Regions from separate parts of the Zea mays genome. Here region 1 is linked to region 2. The links are chromatin contacts, called in public Hi-C maps. All regions are on one chromosome and are shown on one strand. Each heading gives the region's core, a stretch centred on a gene start, on an enhancer-like site or on the middle of the called end of the contact. The rest is flanking DNA. Distances are from core to core; before and after follow the strand shown. Region 1 holds the start of LOC100216894. Region 2 holds the start of LOC103633164 (P-loop containing nucleoside triphosphate hydrolase superfamily protein).

The links. Hi-C and Micro-C count contacts between places; a contact is called where the count stands out from the background.
Region 1: a Hi-C map of tassel shows a contact between it and region 2, with 2.2 times the contacts expected there. The contact joins the promoter of LOC100216894 here to the promoter of LOC103633164 in region 2. A contact is called at or near these places in 2 of 25 Hi-C or Micro-C datasets (leaf and tassel).

What each region holds. Positions count from the first base shown.
Region 1 is chr7:154,684,217-154,689,817 of Zm-B73-REFERENCE-NAM-5.0, forward strand. LOC100216894 reads right to left here and starts at 2,697. Exons shown (of 5, transcript NM_001143281.1): 1 at 2,095-2,697. The coding sequence starts at 2,109.
Region 2 is chr7:154,527,638-154,533,148 of Zm-B73-REFERENCE-NAM-5.0, forward strand. LOC103633164 (P-loop containing nucleoside triphosphate hydrolase superfamily protein) reads left to right here and starts at 3,017. Exons shown (of 5, transcript XM_020541194.2): 1 at 3,017-3,529; 2 at 3,623-4,861; 3 at 4,958-5,285; 4 at 5,368-5,511. The coding sequence starts at 3,152.

The sequences.
Region 1 (5,601 bases), core at 1,447-3,946, 160 kb after region 2:
CACGCCATCGGCCTGATCAACCGATCGCGGGTGAACCATCCTCCTGAGACGTTTGTCGTCCATCGCGCGATGCTTCGCCAAGCAAGAGGGTCGTAGTTACGTCGCCACCTCAATTAGCAGCATCGTCGTCTGTCGTCAACTAACGTCGTTGCATCTACATCATCGTCGACCTCGTCAGTGCGTGTCTCCCGCGCACGGTTTGAGCAAGCGGTTCGACACATGCGAGCTGCGTCGACACACCCATTGTTCTGCGCTGCGGGTCCTCCTGCATGCTGCGTCAACACCTTGCGCTGATGTTGTGCCTGTCCTAGGCGTGCCAGCCAGGCAACCACCGTCGCCGAACTGCACCGCATTTGTCATCGAGTTCTTCGCCGACAAATACCACCATCGCGCTCCACTGGCACCATTGAGGTTAGTTTCCTATGAGTCGTGGCTCTCGCCGCCGCGACTCCAGGAACCTCGATGTGTCGCCACGCCTACCTCTTCGCTCACGCCTACCTCTTCGCTTTGTCTAGCACAGCCTTGTCGCCAGATCTAGGGAATTCATTATCGCGTCCTCGACTACTTCATATACTCCGCTCTGACAACCGTGCGTTGCATCGACACTCCCTCCGTGCTTCATCACAACCGTCACGGAGGCCTCCTTTGCTGGTCCCTTGAGATGCTGGCACATATGGTTGGGGCCCTCTACCTAGTATGTCTGGTACTGGCACCATCGACACGTGCATTCATCCACGACACATTTCTAGGCTTGGCAAACCTAGAACACACATCGTCCATGGCTGCTTGACACGTCGCCCCCGGCATCGACACCCTCATCTGCCTCGACGCATCGCACCTTTGTCTACGACTGCTTCTCAACGCCACGGTCACCACGACGTCCTCTGGAGCGCTGTGACTTGTGCAGTTTGTTTTCTCCGTCATCCTCGACATCTTCCTCGACCACGACTACCCAACACACGGCACTTCGACAACGGCTCTGCGTCCTCATCCTTGGCTACCTCGACATCGGCACAAAGGGCTACTGCCTTGCTTGGGCAACCTCATTGGCTTCCACTCTAGCCACAGCATCTACGTCGCATCGACTGTTACGACTGTGGAGGGGATGTCAGCTCGACTGCTTCTTCTACAGTCTCATCGTCTGCGCCACTCCCTCTGTGACTGCGGAGGGATGTTAAAGTATATTAGGCAACACCGGATATGGATAGTTTAGGATTGATTGTAATCCGATGATAGCCTTCTTATCTCTAGGAGAGGCGCCTTGCCCTCCAAGCCATGTACTCTTATATAAACAGCTCGAGGGCTCAAGCAATAAACATCCCACATATTATACGCATTTTCTCCTTCCTTCACAGATAACCAGACAACACAATAAAGGTAAGAAACAGATAGGGAGAAAAAAATCCAATCATCCTCAACCTATATAATGTAAGCAAATCCAGTTTCACATTCACTCTCTTTGCGGTGAGAAAAACATGCTTCATATTATATTAGATTGCCAGATATGAAGCTTTACACCAAGAGTTATAGTCTATCAAATGTATGGCATTGGCATATAAAATTCGTAATGAGGTGTGAAAAGGTTATGATATTGTTTTTTTTATTCAGTGCAATTGCTCCTCCTATCGTGTCCAATATTCCTGCACTAAGACCTGTAGGATTTTTTTCGCTCATGTAATAGAACTAAATCCACATTACACAATGAAATGAACATCAATTCTAAAACCTTAGGTTTAGTGGCAGGAGATCAATTTGATTAGTATCTACATTGTTCCTAGATTCACCTTGACAAACTGTGGTACTCTCAAAATCCCAACGAACTATGCTAAGCACGAGAGAGCAAGCAGACTAGCAGAGTAAGGCCCTGTTTGTTTCCTTGTTGGATAATATAATCTAGCTTATAGATTATATAATCAGTTAAGCACCTATGACCTGCTTATGGATTATCATAATCTAGGTATCTAGATCATATAATCTACTTAATAATATGCGTTGTTTGTTTGTCTCTTAACTTATTTAAGCTGGATTATATAATCTAGAGGGTACAAACAGGGCCTAACACTTGTACCAAAAAAATCAAGAAAAGTAAACTACCTTTGCAGATCCCATGTCATTGCGCTTGGCAGCCTCCCTGATGGCTTTCTCCACGTTCTTCTCCTCCCTCTGCACATCTGCAAAAACAATTCATACCCAAAAATACTTACAGGTAAGGGTTAAGGGTTTGGCGCACAGCCCCCAGGGTCGGGAGAATCGCTCGGCTAATCGCATCACCGCCTTGGCCATTTCTGAGGCAAACCAGAGCAACAAGCAACACCCGACCACCAATCCTTGAATCACACCTAGTACCCGTCCACACGAGCCCGATCGCCAGTTCCCTTGGAGACCAGGGGAAGGAGATGTGGGGGACGAGAAGGGAAGGAGATGCGGGCGCGTTCGGGGGTAGGACCTCGGATCTGACGGTCGAGGACGCGGCACTCGTTGCGGAGGCGGCGCTGCCACTCGCGCAGCTGCTGCTGCGGCGTCGGCCGCGGCTTGAGCATGTTCTTCACCTTCTCCATCGGCGCCGGCGGCCCGAGGGGCAGATTGGAGGTGATTCCGCACTCGGATGCAAGAAGAAGCTTCACGCGGCGGGCTTATTCCCTCGAGGGAGAAGAGACGGGGGAGGGGGAGAAAGCGATGACGGTTGACGAAGAACCGTGAAATGGCGTTGGGAGATCACAGCTGCACCTACAGTTAGACGGTGAGAAATTCAGAATTCTGCCTTCGAGGTGGGTTTCACAACCTTGTCAGTTGTTTCACCAAATGTAACGGTAATGATTTACATTTTCAGGTGTCGTTTGGTTCATGAAATATAACGTAAATATTAATGATAATGATTAACACTCGATTACCGACGGTAACCATTTTGAATAAGCCGGTACTCATTTTCAATATAGTATTGATTACGGTTGTACTTAAACAAATATAATTTAACGTTACAGTGGTATTAAATTTAAATAGATCAGTATCAATTTTTAAAGTGGTACCTTATTACAGTTGTACTTAAACAAATATAGTTTAATGTTATTGGTACCTTATTGTAGTTGTACTTAAACAAATATAATTTAACGTTATTAGTTATCTATTACATTACAAATATGTGAATTAAATAAAATATGTTGCACCTGTTGTAATATCATTTTGATGTTTTATAAAAACAAAAAAAATATTTATAGAGACATTGAGGGCTATTTTAGGAACCTCAAATTCACTTTAGGATTTGAGGGAATTGAGGTGGAAATGAACTAATTTTCTCTTCAATCTCCTTCAATCCCGAAGGAGATTTGAATTTCCAAACTAATTCTAAGGGACAATATTTATAGAGACATTGAGGGACAATTTTACCCTTATTATTGTTCATCCATTATCACTTCGGTGACTGATGTTCGTCGTAAGCCCCTGTTGTCTCTATGTGTCCCAATAAAACTAGACCTCAATATCCATACAAATATATACATTTCTTTTTTATTTTATTAAACGATCAAATGACATTACAGCGTGCAACATTTTTATAATGATATTCAGATGAAGCCTCATAAACTGATGACAAAGTAGCGAATTCCACTTTTCATAATGTCATAATTCCAAATTTCTTCTGCACGTGTTACATGCTTACACTGGCTCCTATTGGTAAGGCTATCTCTAGCAATCCTCGTCTCTCGTTTTTAACTTCATTCTGTAAACAGCGCAATCTATAGTTCAAAACAGTGTTTTGCACCGTTATATGAGCTTATTTGGTTGTATGAGATTAAGGGGTTGTGGGGCACAAAGTGACCTAACAATTTTTAAGAGAACATATTATATTAGGATGATAAGTACTTGATTGTGCTAACTTTTGGGGTCTACGAAAGTAACTCGTGGCATAGCTACATAAGAGTATATCTTGCGGTTATAGAAGAACATGTTGGTTATAGAAGAGCTCAAGAGCATGTTTGATGAGAGAGAGCTAGTTACTAATTCAGCTAAAATACTTTAAATTAGTTAAATTTGATTAGATAGATTACTAGCAACTAAATAGAGAGACTTGGCTAAAAATATTAGTCAATATATTAGCCCTTCTCATTAGATATACTAGTAGCTAATTTTTTAAGCTAGCTAGTAATTAGCTCTTGTCTCCAAACACATCTTATTCTGCCATTGCACATACATGGAGCTTTTTGCATGTAGTTGTGCCCCAAAAACGAACTGTCATAGCACACCTCTTCTTTTGGGTTTTTTAGACGGTTTAAATATGTCCAATGGAGACATATAACATATAGAGACGTCAGTACATAGTGCTATCTTAAAACATAATAGTAATATAAGAAGAGAGAAAGCGGAAACCTAAAGTTAATATGAGAAGGAATAATAAAATGAAACTTGATGAGATTAGGGTTCAAAACATACGAGTAAAATCCCGTCCCGACCTGTACAATTTTTCACATTTGACCCGTCCATTTTCGTATTTGTGGAAAAATCAAGAAACGGGGAAAACGGGAGAAGGTCTATTCCGCCAGCTTTTGTGGGAACCCGTATTTAAGAAATCCGAGATCGGCCCAATCAATACAACTATAAAGCATGAGTTTCTTTGTGCGTTGTTGAAAGGTAAATGTGCTATGTGTCGTTTCTACATTAGTTTTGATGATTAATGACCAATTGTAACAACCTGATTTTTGGGTATAAAAAATTCTTTGCTCTATACTCAAAATTCAGTTATTATTCTCTCTTTTTCTTGCTTTCCTTTTCTCTTTACTAAAATAATGGAGAGTTATTTTGTTATATATTGGCTTAAGCCTAGTGAAATGGGCCCTAGAGGTGCTTTGGTTGTTGCATTTATGTTGTTGCATAGTGTTTCTAAGTGTAAAAGGTATTTGACACATGTTAATATACCATATAGAAGCTTTTGATAAATTTTCATATTTTCAGAATAATTTTCTATTTTTCAAAAACCAAATTCTATTTATTCGAGGTACTTAAAAATATTTTCAAAGCTCTAAATCTGTTTTTGAGTCCATTGGGTGCCAAATGATGTCTAGTAATTTTCTTAGAATTTTTGGAACCTTCGAAATATTTTTCGGACGTTAAATACAATTTCAGTATTTTTCTAGAATTATTTTAATTCTAAAAAATCGGTTTATTCCGGAAAAATAATATATCTTTAAACCCTAGCAATATATATGGCTGGAAACCTATTGAAAGGGAAATAAGCTCAAACCTTTTCCTAAATGATTTTGGTGGTTGAAATGTCTAACACAAATAATTGGACTAACTAGTTTGCTCTAGATTATAAGTTCTACAGGGGCCAAAGGTTCAACACAAACCAATAAAAAGTCCAAAAAAGGGTTCAAATAAAAGAGCAAAAGACAATCGAAGGCTGCCCTGGTCTGGCGCACCGGACTATCCGGTGCACCACCAGACAGTGTCCGGTGCACCAGGGAGATCATCTTCGAACTTGCCACCTTAGGGAATTCTGGGAGCCACTCCGCTATAATTCACCGGACTGTCCGGTGTGCCAAGCGGAGCAACGGCTACCTGCGCCAACGGTCGTCTGCAACAGCTATAGGAACAGTGAACAGTGCGTGA
Region 2 (5,511 bases), core at 1,767-4,266:
GGGTGGTTGTGTTACACAAAACTATCCATGCGTTGTATATAAAAAACATAGTGGCATCATTCTTAAGATAGATTTTGAAAATGCCTATGACAAAGTGAAATGGTCTTTTGTGCAACAAACGTTACAGATGAAAGGTTTTTCTAGTAAGTGGTGATTTTGGATAAATTCGGTGATGATTGCGGTCATGTGGGCATAAAAGTTATCGATCAGGTGGAGGATAGCTTCCAGACAAAAAGTTTTACGTCAAGCAGTGGCGGGCCTAGGATTTGAAAGATGGCTATTCAAAATTACTAAGGGATATTTTTTGTATTTATAGTATTGTACAAAATCTTACAGTTTGGTTTGTATAATTCCACAACATATTAGATATTTACATAGCAAATAATTTTATAGCACACACATGATAATATATCAAAAAGTCGATTCACAATATTATCCCCCTGCAAGAAAAGAATCGGCAGGCCCACATTGACCCCCGACTATGAGGAAGCTTGACCCATGCCAAAAACTTGGAGTTCAAAGGTTGGCCGCGAAGGGTTTGTAGTCGCTCCTGAAACCTCTAAGTGAGGGACAATTATGAAGCAGGCACCCAATGGCTAATACCCAAGCGCACGAGCACTAAGGGCACTAAGTCGAGTTTGAGCGCTAGGGAATGTCTCACTCATGGTTTTTCGCGAAGAGAGGTAGAGCATGCCGCCGAACCCGATCAAATGGGGTTGGAAACTATATGAGTTGGCACCTGAGAGTATGAGGACGCTTCCCAGTGGACCCCACCCCTGTATCCTATGAAAGGAGACAGGGCTTCACTCAGATTACCTGTTTAAAGCTCGACGAGCGCCATGATATCGACCATCGAGGGAAGCATGGTACAACTTACCATTCCCCTTCCCATGAACGGAATGCGCGAGGAGTAGTAAAAAAGACGAGGCACCCCATAGACGGATCCGCTGTAACAAACAGGGGACTCGAGGGGCTCGCTTCGCAGAAAAGTCCTCACTCGGATCGGCTGATTGAAGCCTACCGAGCGTCATGATCTCGACCATTGAGACAAGCATGGTACAACTCATCCTCCCCTTAAATTTACCATATATTTTCTCAATTGATATATATATTTTAGATACAGTTTAAACACGAATTCAAAGATTTATTCATTTTTTTGTTTTTTTGTTATAGAGAGCAAATAATGCATAAAAGAAAATAATTTTTATTTTTTGTAATTGATAGGTTAGCATCACCATCTAAGATGAGATGGCTTAGTACTCCGACATGGAATTGTGTGATATTTTGTAAACCATGGGACATGGAATAGTTCTTTTGAGATGTTTGAATGTCTAACTTGGTTATAAATATATAACGTGCAGATCCTGTTTGGAAACGTAGTATTTTTGCAGTTTTGAAACAATACTATGATATTTGATGATACTATAGTATTGGAACACAAAAGGTGTTTGGTTTGTACAGGCAAAACACAGTTTTAAATACCATGGTTTACCTGAAAACCGTGGTATTTTTGGAGTTTTCGAAACTCCACTCAGGACCTCAGTTTTCTTCTCTTCTCTCTACATATATTTTGTTTTTCCAATAGAACTAAACAGATCTCGGTTTTGAGGAATACTATGATTTTACTGTGGTAAAGTAATACCGTAGTATTTTTGTCATGTACACTTGTAAACTATAGTATCTCAAAACTACATCATTTCAAAACTGCATTTCCAAACAGGCCCGCAACCTGTATGTCTTGTGGGTCTATCATGCTATATACAATACGCTCTGCTTAGCATTACTAAAATGGAACTCGTATTTGCCAATCTATTTGTATAGTTTTGTTTGGACTGAAGGGATATAAAGGAGACCTTAATGCTGCAGGGAGAATTAGGTCTATCTGTATATGAAGAAAGCAGCAGAACTGAGTGCTATTTTGTAAATCTATTAGGTGAAACCGATGCTGTTTTATGGAGACATGGGTTTTCAGTGCTATTGTCTGAACACTGTGATAGATCGGCCCCTCCATCCTCCACGGGCCTCGGGACGCTGCGATGAATTGATGGCCATCTGCGCTGGCCAGACATTGAGAACTGGAACGGCGGATTGCACTGATTAATCGCTTGGCCCTTGGTGTTCCATCTCAAATCACTCGAGCGATCCTAATGGGTGTACGCCTCCTAGTATAAGTCACCGACGCCTTGCGTTCCTGCTACCCGCGCTCTTAGTACTCAGTTTTAGGCCCTGTTTGGAAACAAAGTTTTTGAAAACCACAGTTTTTGAAATACTATACTATACTTTAGTTATGACAATGCCGTAGTTTATAATACCGCAGTTTTAAAAACTGAGGTCCAGAGCTAAGTTTAGAATGCCTTAAAACAACTATAGTATTTGCAATACTTCAGTTTTGAAAACAGAGATTTTACCTAGCTTGCCAAACACCATTATGTATATAATACTGCAGTATTTAAGAATACTGCAGTATTCTTCCAAAACTGCAGAAAAACTTTGTTCCCAAACACCCCCTTACTAGTAGTCAGCACGAAACAAATCGACCATTTTCTCCGTCGCCGGATTTCGGCCGGAGTCCGGTGGTGAGACGATGAGCGACTACTACGACAGCGACGACGACGTCGTGCTTGTTCGGCAGGAGTCGTCTGATGGCCGCGTCCTTCGAGCCAAGTCTACGAGGGGGAAGGAGGCTAGCGGCAGCAGGTATGGGACGTGGGATCAGAGCGAGCTGGAGAGGCACGTCTTCTCGTGGCGGCTTCAGGATGTGCTCGATAGGAATCTCCTAAATAAAAAGGTGATCTTTTTCAGATTTTCATTTTATCTCTCCCTGTTTTTTTTTCAATCACAATTGACTGTTAGGCCTCATTTGGATCAAAGAATAAATTTCTGAATCCTACATTTTCCTATGTTTTTGAACTAATTCTTATGAAATTCTTATATCATTTCTGTGAATTTTTTGCGTTACGAAAGAGCCTCAGTTTTGTTCTTATTCTGGAGTATCTTTCGAAAAATGCAGGTCAAGAAAGTACCCAAGACATTCAACTCGCTTGACGGTTACTTGCAGTCCTTCATCCTGCCACTGATCGAAGAAACCCGCGCCGACCTCTGCTCCGCGCTGGAAGGCATCAGGCACGCCCCGGCGGCCGAGGTGACCCGGATGGTGCAGCTCGACGAAGAGCAGGACATATTCCGCATCGGGGTCAAGAATGCCGACGACCCCAAGTTGGCCCAACGAGACCAGGCCTATGTCCCGAAGGACGCCGACTTGCTGGTGCTGACGGACCGGAGGCCCAGGCACAGTTCCGAGCTGGGCTTGACTGGCAAGCCCTACCTGCTCTGCTCCGTGCTGAAAGCCCAGAGCGGCGACGGCACGGTGGTGCGGCTGTCACGCTCGCTCGGGCCAGCGGAAGGGCTGCCTCTTTTTGCCGTCTTCCTGGTCAACATGACCACATATAATCGCATACTGAACGCTTTGGATGCGCGTGCTGCGGCGTGTAGGAACACCAGCCTCATTGAGAAGACATTGGATCCAAAGGTATAATCCTAATGCATCAGTTTATATCTCTAGCTATTAAATATTGCTGTGTTTTTATTGCTTTACATGACGTTTTCTTTTTGCTGACGACAGTTTGGTCGAGACTACAACGTATCGTCGTCAGAAACACCTTCGAGTCTTCTGGATCGGAAGCTTGATGGCCTGAAGGATTTCGAGCTCAACGACTCGCAGCTGTACGCGGTGCACGACTGCGTTTCCGCAGTGCACCAGCCGGCCTGCTCCGTGCGCCTCATCTGGGGGCCTCCCGGGACGGGCAAGACGAAGACCATCAGCGCGCTCCTGTGGTCCATGCTGATCGAGAACCACAGGACGGTGACCTGCGCTCCGACCAACACTGCTGTGGCGGAGGTCGCGTCGCGGGTCCTTGGTGTTATCGAAGAGTCCGGCAGCGGCTGTGCTGCAACGAAGTGTTTCTTAGGCGATGTCGTGCTCTTCGGCAACGAGGACAGGATGGCCGTGGACCGGAAACTAGAAAAGATCTTCATAGGCTCGCGTGTTTGCCGTCTGCGTCAGTGCATGATGCCAAGCACAGGGTGGACAAACTCCCTGAGCTCCATGATTGTACTTCTCGAGGATCCGATGGTTCCGTATGAAAGGTATGATGAGGCCATACAAGGTTGTTTATTGCATTTTGTTTCAGAAGAAATCAAGCTAAGAAATGAAATAGCTGTCTGTTCTTTACGGACGATGGATGACAAAAAAGTTAAGGAGATGCAGAAAGATTTACTGGAAGTGCAGAAAAAAGTACGATTGGTAGAGCGAGAGAAAATGTCATACGAGACCTACTTCCAGAGTAACTACAAGAAGCTCGCTAAGGATTTGCGCACTTGTGTGGAGACTTTCGTCGATGATCTTCCCAGATCCGCAACGTCAGAAGAAAACTTTTGCTGCATGGCAGAGATGCCGCTCTTGCTCGATGCGTTTGGAGTGCTCGTGCAGTCTGAACCATTCGAACAGCTACAAGCGCTGTTCAAAAGGGACACCGATGTTAGTTTCCGGCTGAAGGATGCGAGATCCTCGTGTCTTTGCAAGCTACGGCTCCTTTCTTCTAACTTTGAGCTTCCGGAAATGTATGACAGCCGAACGATCGAAGAGTTCTTGCTTCAGAATGCTAAGATCGTGCTCTGCACAGCTTCGAGCTCGTACCGCTTGCACTACATGCAGAAGGCCCAGCCCTTGGAGGTCCTTGTCGTGGACGAGGCCGCACAGCTCAAGGAGTGCGAGTCACTGATACCCCTGCAGCTGCCTGGCGTCCGTCACGCTGTTCTCATCGGTGATGAGTACCAGCTTCCCGCATTGGTCAAAAGCAAGGTCGGTTAATCCCTTTCCCTTTCTGCCGTGATGTTGAATTTAATTTACATCGCCGGTTTTGATAATAAAAAAACATGCTGTGATATGCATGTACAGGTTTGTGAGGATGCAGGATTTGGAAGAAGTTTGTTTGAGAGGCTAACATCTCTAGAACAGCCCAAGCACCTCCTCGACGTACAGTACAGGATGCACCCATGGATCAGCAAGTTCCCTGTCTCCAGCTTCTACGGCGGCCGGATAACCGACGGCCCCAATGTCCTGAACAGGAACTACGAGAGGCGGCACTTGGCCGGCCCCATGTACGGGTCCTACTCGTTCATCAACATCGACGGCGGCAGCGAGGCCACGGGCAAGCAGGACCGCAGCCTGATCAACCCCGTCGAGGCAGCTGCTGTCGCCCGGATCGTTCAGAAGCTGTTCATAGGTATCTGACGCGGTTCCAAGATCTCCCTGGACCTAGAGCACACAGTACGTACGTTGAGCTGATCTGCTGAACGTTTGCGCAGAGTCGGTTGACACGAGGAAGGCGATCCGCGTGGGAGTGGTGTCGCCCTACAAGGGCCAGGTCCGCGCCATCGAGGAGAAGCTCGGCAAGCAGGTGTACTCGATGCACAACGGGTCGTTCTCGGTGAAGGTGCGGACCGTGGACG